Regions from separate parts of the Capra hircus genome. Here region 2 is linked to region 1. Evidence: chromatin contacts called from public Hi-C data. All regions are on one chromosome and are shown on one strand. The core of a region is the stretch at or near the end of the contact, and the rest is flanking DNA. Distances in the headings are between cores, read along the strand shown.

Region 1 (3,180 bases), core at 334-2,833:
TGGGGCTGTTCATTGAGGAGAGTTGACTGAGCAAGGCGCTGGGCAGAGTACGTGTGCTCCAGCAGGCCCTGGAGTCAGGACGCAGCGGAGGTTTGCGGCTGGTGATCACTTTTATGAGACGGGGGCAGATTTCTTTTCTGTTGGTGGCTGTCTCCCTGGGTACTTTGTCCAGCCTTAGGGAAGGTATTTTAAATGTATGTTAGAGCTAAAGGCTTGGCATCCCTGTCTGCTTCTTCAAGAAAATGTAGCTTGTTTTTATTTTTTTTCCTGGAAGAAAAAAGTCTTAGAATGTTTTACGTGCCATCTATGCTTTGTCCTGCGCTGCCACTAAACATGGGCTCCCCAGGTGCCTCAGTGGTAAAGAATCCACCTGCCAATGCAGGAGACTTGGATTTGACCCTTGGGTCGGGAAGATCCCCTGGAGGAGGAAATGATAACCCACTCCAGTATTCTTGCCTGGGAAATCCCATGGAAAGGAACCTGATAGGGCCACAGTCAGACATGACTGACCACCTGAACATTCATGACTAAACGTGACCCTGTAACTCAAGCTGTCAGCTTCTTAGTGTGTTCTGCTGATCCCCAGACTGCCACACGAGGCTAGAAAGGGCAGCAAGGACTTGATACATCACCCACCACCTCTGCTGAACAACAACTTAGGGGGCATCAAACGATGGGATTGGGTGTGTGGGAGCGGTGCATATGTATGCACGCAACAGTGGCAACATTCAAATACATGAAGAGCAAGTTTCAGGGCATGTTGTGGGACAGTTGTGTGTGTGTTCTGTTTGAAGAAAGATCTGGATTTAAAACTGCAAATCCTATGACTTTTTTTTTTTTTTTTTTTCATTTCAGGACCTGGTGTGAACTATTCAGGGTGTCAGATCACATGGGCTAAATTTTGCAAAGTAAGCCACCGTGTGAACTCCATCCATGAGGCTGCCTCATAGGAGGAGGAGGGGGCAGGGACACTTAGCTGTGGGGATGTTGTGGAGGGCAGTGGGCCTGAAGGCCCGGGACTCTTGGTCTGGCGGCCAAGAGGACCTGCCTGAGGGTAGATGGGCTTGAGGATTTTGGTGGCACCTCACCCCCTTAAAGGAAGAGCCCAGGGAGGTGGGGAACTGAGCTTTCCCATTACTCTTTTCTCCAGGAAAACATGGCTGGCAAAGGCTTCTCCTTCTGGGTCTGGCTGGACAACATCATTGACCTGGTGAAAAAGTACATCCTGGCCCTTTGGAACGAAGGGTAGGTTGGAACTCGTGTGTCTGACAGAACACACAGGGGTGACAAGTCCCCTACTCTCCCAGCAGGCTGGCTGCATACCAGAGGTCCCTCAGCCCCAACCTTGCTGTTGCTCCTCTCTGTCTCCAGGTATATAATGGGCTTCATCAGCAAGGAGAGGGAACGGGCCATCTTGAGCACTAAGCCCCCAGGCACCTTCCTGTTGAGATTCAGTGAAAGCAGCAAAGAAGGAGGAGTCACCTTCACCTGGGTGGAGAAGGACATCAGCGGTAAGCTTAGCGATTCCCCACCCCAACTGGTGGCCAGCATGGCTGTGGCTGGCCTTGGCTGCTGCTAGTTTCAGGCACCTGCTGCCCCCTTGTGGGCGGGGATGGCCTCGCACTCCCCTGCCTCAGACTTGGAAGGTACCCGGTGATCATTTTTATGAGATGGGAAGACTTGGCTTCTCTAAATTCTTCCAGCTGGAGGATTGGTTTGCCAGTTTTATTTTGCTCCCCACAAGGGGCTAATCAGTTCAGTTCAGTCGCTCAATCGTGTCTGACTCTTTGCAACCCCATGAATTGCAGCACACCAGGCCTCCCTGTCCATCACCAACTCCCGGAGTTCACTCAAACTCATGTCCATCGAATCGGTGAGGCCATCCAGCCATCTCATCCTCTGTCATCCCCTCCTCCTCCTCCTCCTGCCCCCATTCCCTCCCAGCATCAGAGTCTTTTCCAATGAGTCAACTCTTCACATGAGGTGGCCAAAGTACTGGAGTTTCAGCTTTAGCATCATTCCTTCCAAAGAACACCCAGGACTGATCTCCTTCAGAATGGACTGGTTGGATCTCCTTGCAGTCCAAGGGACTCTCAAGAGTCTTCTCCAACACCACAGTCCAAAAGCATCAATTCTTCGGCGCTCAGCTTTCTTCACAGTCCAACTCTCACATCCATACATGACCACTGGAAAAACCATAGCTTTGACTAGACGGACCCTTGTTGGCAAAGTAATATCTCTGCTTTTGAATATGCTATCTAGGTTGGTCATAACTTTCCTTCCAAGGAGTAAGCGTCTTTTAATTTCATGGCTGCAATCACCATCTGCAGTGATTTTAAAGCCCCCCAAAATAAAGTCTGACACTGTTTCCACTGTTGCCCCATCTGTTTCCCATAAAGTGATGGGACCAGATGCCATGATCTTAGTTTTCTGAATGTTGAGCTTTAAGCCAACTTTTTCACTCTCCTCTTTCACTTTCGTCAAGAGGCTTCCATCAGGGGGCTAATATTTGCCTAGAAATTGGTAATTTTTTTTGAAATTTGCTCTTTAAATTGTATTCTTCATCTCCTTTCTTACCCACTCTGTTCATATATCTTATCAAAGTAATTATTCAAGTATGTTACTTGTGGCCCAGCTGAATAGCTTCTCCCGAAGCCAGCTGAACATTTCCACAGCGCCAGACGACTGGGCAGAATATTCAGGGTCTCGAACACTAGGTTGGTATAAGCCTTTCCCCCTCAAGGGAAAATCAATCAGGCAGTCTTTTCTAAGATCACCTGAGTCTTCTCTTCCCATATCCCATGACAGGCAAGACCCAGATCCAGTCAGTGGAACCTTACACCAAGCAGCAGCTGAACAACATGTCATTTGCTGAAATCATCATGGGCTATAAGATCATGGATGCCACCAATATCCTGGTGTCTCCGCTGGTCTATCTCTACCCTGACATTCCAAAGGAGGAGGCATTCGGAAAGTACTGTCGGCCGGAGAGCCAGGAGCATCCCGAAGCTGACCCAGGTAGTTGTTGATTTTCCACAACAGCCACTTGGTTCTGGGGAGAAATGGGAAAGAGTAGGATCCTTGGGGGACAGGCAGGTAAATGCCTGAAGAACCTGGTGATCTTTTTTTTTCTTTCTTTTTAGGGAATTTTCTTTTTGTAGTTTTTCTTTCTTTCTTTTT
Region 2 (3,180 bases), core at 332-2,831, 77 kb before region 1:
AACAAAACAAACATACAAAGAAACCCACTAAAGCTGAAAATAAAGTCAAGAGAGTTAAGGTAATCGAAAAAGTTTCCAATGGTAGGTCCAGGAGTGTCCGATTGCAAGTTCTGATGTAGGAATCACTAGGAATTTCTCTTCCTATCTCCTCTTCTCTGCTGTGTTTTTCATTAGCAATTAGATTTTCACCGTGTGTTGGCAAAGATGACCATCAATAGCTGCAGGCTTATGGCTTGACAGCTCAACAACCCCAGTTAAGAGGATTTCTTTCCAAATCTTTCTAGAATTTCATTTACGCTCCTAAGATGTCACATATTCAAATCACTGTGCCTCTGACCAAATCTAGGCCATGGACCATTTCTAGAACTCACCTGCAGCATGGAATTGAGCATGGAGGAAGACACTTCCATGGTGATCCAGTGGTTAAATTTTATTTATTTATTTATTTTCGGCTGTGATGGGTCTTCTTTGCTGCTCGCTGGCTTTCTCCAGTTGCAGCAAACGAGGGCTGTTCTTTGCTGTGGTGCTCAGGCTTTTCATTACAGTGGCTTCTCTTGTTGTGAAGCACGGGCTCCAGGTGTGCAGGCTTCAATAGTTACAGCATGTGGGCTCAGTGGTTGCGGCTTATGGGCTCCGGAGCAAGGGTTCAGTAGTTGGGGCACACGGGCTTAGTTGCTCTGTGGTATGTGGGGTCTTCCCAGACCAGGGATGGAAATTGTGTCCCCTGCAGGCAGGGGACAGGCAGATTGACAGGCAGATTCTTAACTGTTGGACCACCAGGGAAATCCTGTCCGGTGGTTAAGACCCCAAGCTCCCAATTTAGGAGGCATGGGTTTGATCCCTGGTCTGAGAACTAAGATCTTGCATGCTGCTCAGCAAGGAAAGCTGATTTCCCAAAGGAAAAATGGGTCGCTGTTAGGGGAAGGAGAGAAGATGATGGGTGGACAAAGAATCAGGTGTTCCTTCCCATGGATCTATTTGTGATATTGTGCTAACAGCCATGATATAATGTATCTAGCTCTTGATCTGAAACATTTTGCAATTAGTGGGAGAGGCAGATGTTCAAAATAACTCAAAGAGATATTGAGTAAGAGAAGTAAAGCAAAATGCAATGGCAATACCCTGAAAACAGATTCACCCTGCTTGGGGAATATGGGGAAACTTATAGAGGAAGAGGGCTTTTAAGTTATAATCCTTCACAAAGGGTAGGATTTGAAATACACATTGCTGGAGGGCAGAGACAATATTTTACTTGATTTTTGTGTCACCTAACACCAAACTGTTAACACCTAACCTAACTGTTAGAGCCTAACAGTGTCTCATACATGATTTCATTGGTAAATGTTATTAGGTTGAAAGCATAACAAAAGAACACCGGCCAAAAGCGGAAAAAGGAACTTAGGTTGGAAGGTTGCCAAGGTGTCCCATGGACACCAAGGAGCTGCTGAGCGGTCAGGCTGGGAAGAGTAGGAATCAGGGGATCTCCAGGGACTTTTGAGAGGGAGATGATGGATGGCCCTCTTGAAAGCACTGACATTAATGGAACTCAGCTTGAAGGGCTCCCAGGCTCTGTGCCTCTCAGTTTCGAATTCCAAATTCCTGGCAGAGAGACTCTGTTTAAGCCAGTAAACATGTGCTCACCCAGGGTTTAATCATCTATGACCGGGAGAATAGGACCATGAAATACAGACATGCCTGAAGGGATCTATTCCAGCATATGAATGGGGAGTAGAGGAAGCAGTTCCTAGGAAAGGAGGACTCGTTGTGAGCCAGACAGGACCCAACAGGCATCTCTTGACATAGTAGATACTCAGTATGTGTTAAATAAATGAAAGTAGTGATGTGGGACAGGCACAGTCCTCCAGGCAAAGGGAGCAGTGTGTGGAAAGGCAAAGAGGCAGTAACACTGAGGACATGATTGCTGCTGCTGCTGCTGCTAAGGCACTTCAACCGTGTCTGACTCTGTGCAACCCCATAGACGGCAGCCCACCAGGCTCTGCCGTCCCTGGGATTCTCCAGGCAAGAACACTGGAGTGGGTTGCCATTTCCTTCTCCAATGCAGGAAAGTGAAAAGTGAAAGTGAAGTCGCTCAGTCATGTCCGACTCTTTGCAACCCCATGGACTGCAGCCTTCCAGGCTCCTCCACCCATGGGATTTTCAAGGCAAGAGTACTGGAGTGGGGTGCCATTGCCTTCTCCAGGACATGATTGAAGAACAGTTAATAGAATGATGAGGGGACTTCCATGGAGGTTCAGTGGTTAAGACTCTGTGCTTCCACTGCAGGGGGCATAGGTTTGATCCCTGGTCAGGGAAATAAGATCTCATATGCTGCATAGCCGGAGAAGGCGATGGCACCCCACTCCAGTACTCTTGCCTGGAAAATCCCATGGACAGAGGAGCCTGGAAGGCTGCAGTCCTTGGGGTTGCTGAGGGTCGGACACTACTGAGCGACTTCACTTTCACTTTTCACTTTCCTGCATTGGAGAAGGAAATGGCGACCCACTGCAGTGTTCTTGCCTGGAGAATCCCAGGGACGGGGGAGCCTGGTGGGCTGCCGTCTATGGGGTCGCACAGAGTCGGACACGACTGAAGCGACTTAGCAGCAGCGGCATGCTGCACAGCCAAAAAAAAAAAAAAGAAAAATTATGGAGTGTTGAAACCTATAAGAGTCTTGCTTTATTTATTTTTTTAATATTTTGACCACGTGGCTTTCAGGATCTTAGTTCCCCAACCAGGGATTGAACCCAGTGGAAATGTGGAGCCCTAACCACTAGACCACCAGAGAATTCCCAAAGGGTCTTGTTTTATAGATGAGAAAAGCAGGAGTCATTTTAGAGAAGAAGTTGCTGTGGATCTGGAAGAGAAGGTTGTTTGTTTGTACCTTATAAGACTCAGCATAAAATAGTTATCCGAAAAGAAGTGATCTTTGAAGTGCTAGGAACAGGTGAGCTAGCCAAGGGAGGGGGGAGTTAGGGAGAGAAGAGGATGGATTGTAAAATTAAAGCAGGCATGCCTCCCTTTAAGAAGTTGATGGGATTGGAGGGAACAGCGAAGTAGACTGTGGGATGGTTGGAGAGGGAGAAGAACACCTTACTGGGTGCAGGGCACTTTCATAGGTATTATCTTAGGTAATTCTGATGCTTATCTGATGTCCTTCTGCTTGGAAAACCCCTGCTCCCT

The links. Hi-C and Micro-C count contacts between places; a contact is called where the count stands out from the background.
Region 2: a Hi-C map of blood shows a contact between it and region 1, with 2.9 times the contacts expected there. The contact joins two enhancer-like sites. A contact is called at or near these places in 3 of 5 Hi-C or Micro-C datasets (all in blood).

What each region holds. Positions count from the first base shown.
Region 1 is chr19:42,064,229-42,067,408 of ARS1.2, reverse strand. STAT3 (signal transducer and activator of transcription 3) reads left to right here. Exons shown (of 23, transcript NM_001314278.1): 17 at 856-908; 18 at 1,151-1,245; 19 at 1,372-1,511; 20 at 2,809-3,021. Among named protein-coding and RNA genes, the nearest start is that of STAT3, 24 kb to the left of the region's middle. Within about 2 kb of position 1,583, at least 3 of the 5 cell types and tissues checked have an H3K27ac peak or open chromatin away from gene starts, as enhancers often do.
Region 2 is chr19:42,141,017-42,144,196 of ARS1.2, reverse strand. No RefSeq gene overlaps it. Among named protein-coding and RNA genes, the nearest start is that of TRNAC-GCA, 19 kb to the right of the region's middle. Within about 2 kb of position 1,581, at least 2 of the 5 cell types and tissues checked have an H3K27ac peak or open chromatin away from gene starts, as enhancers often do.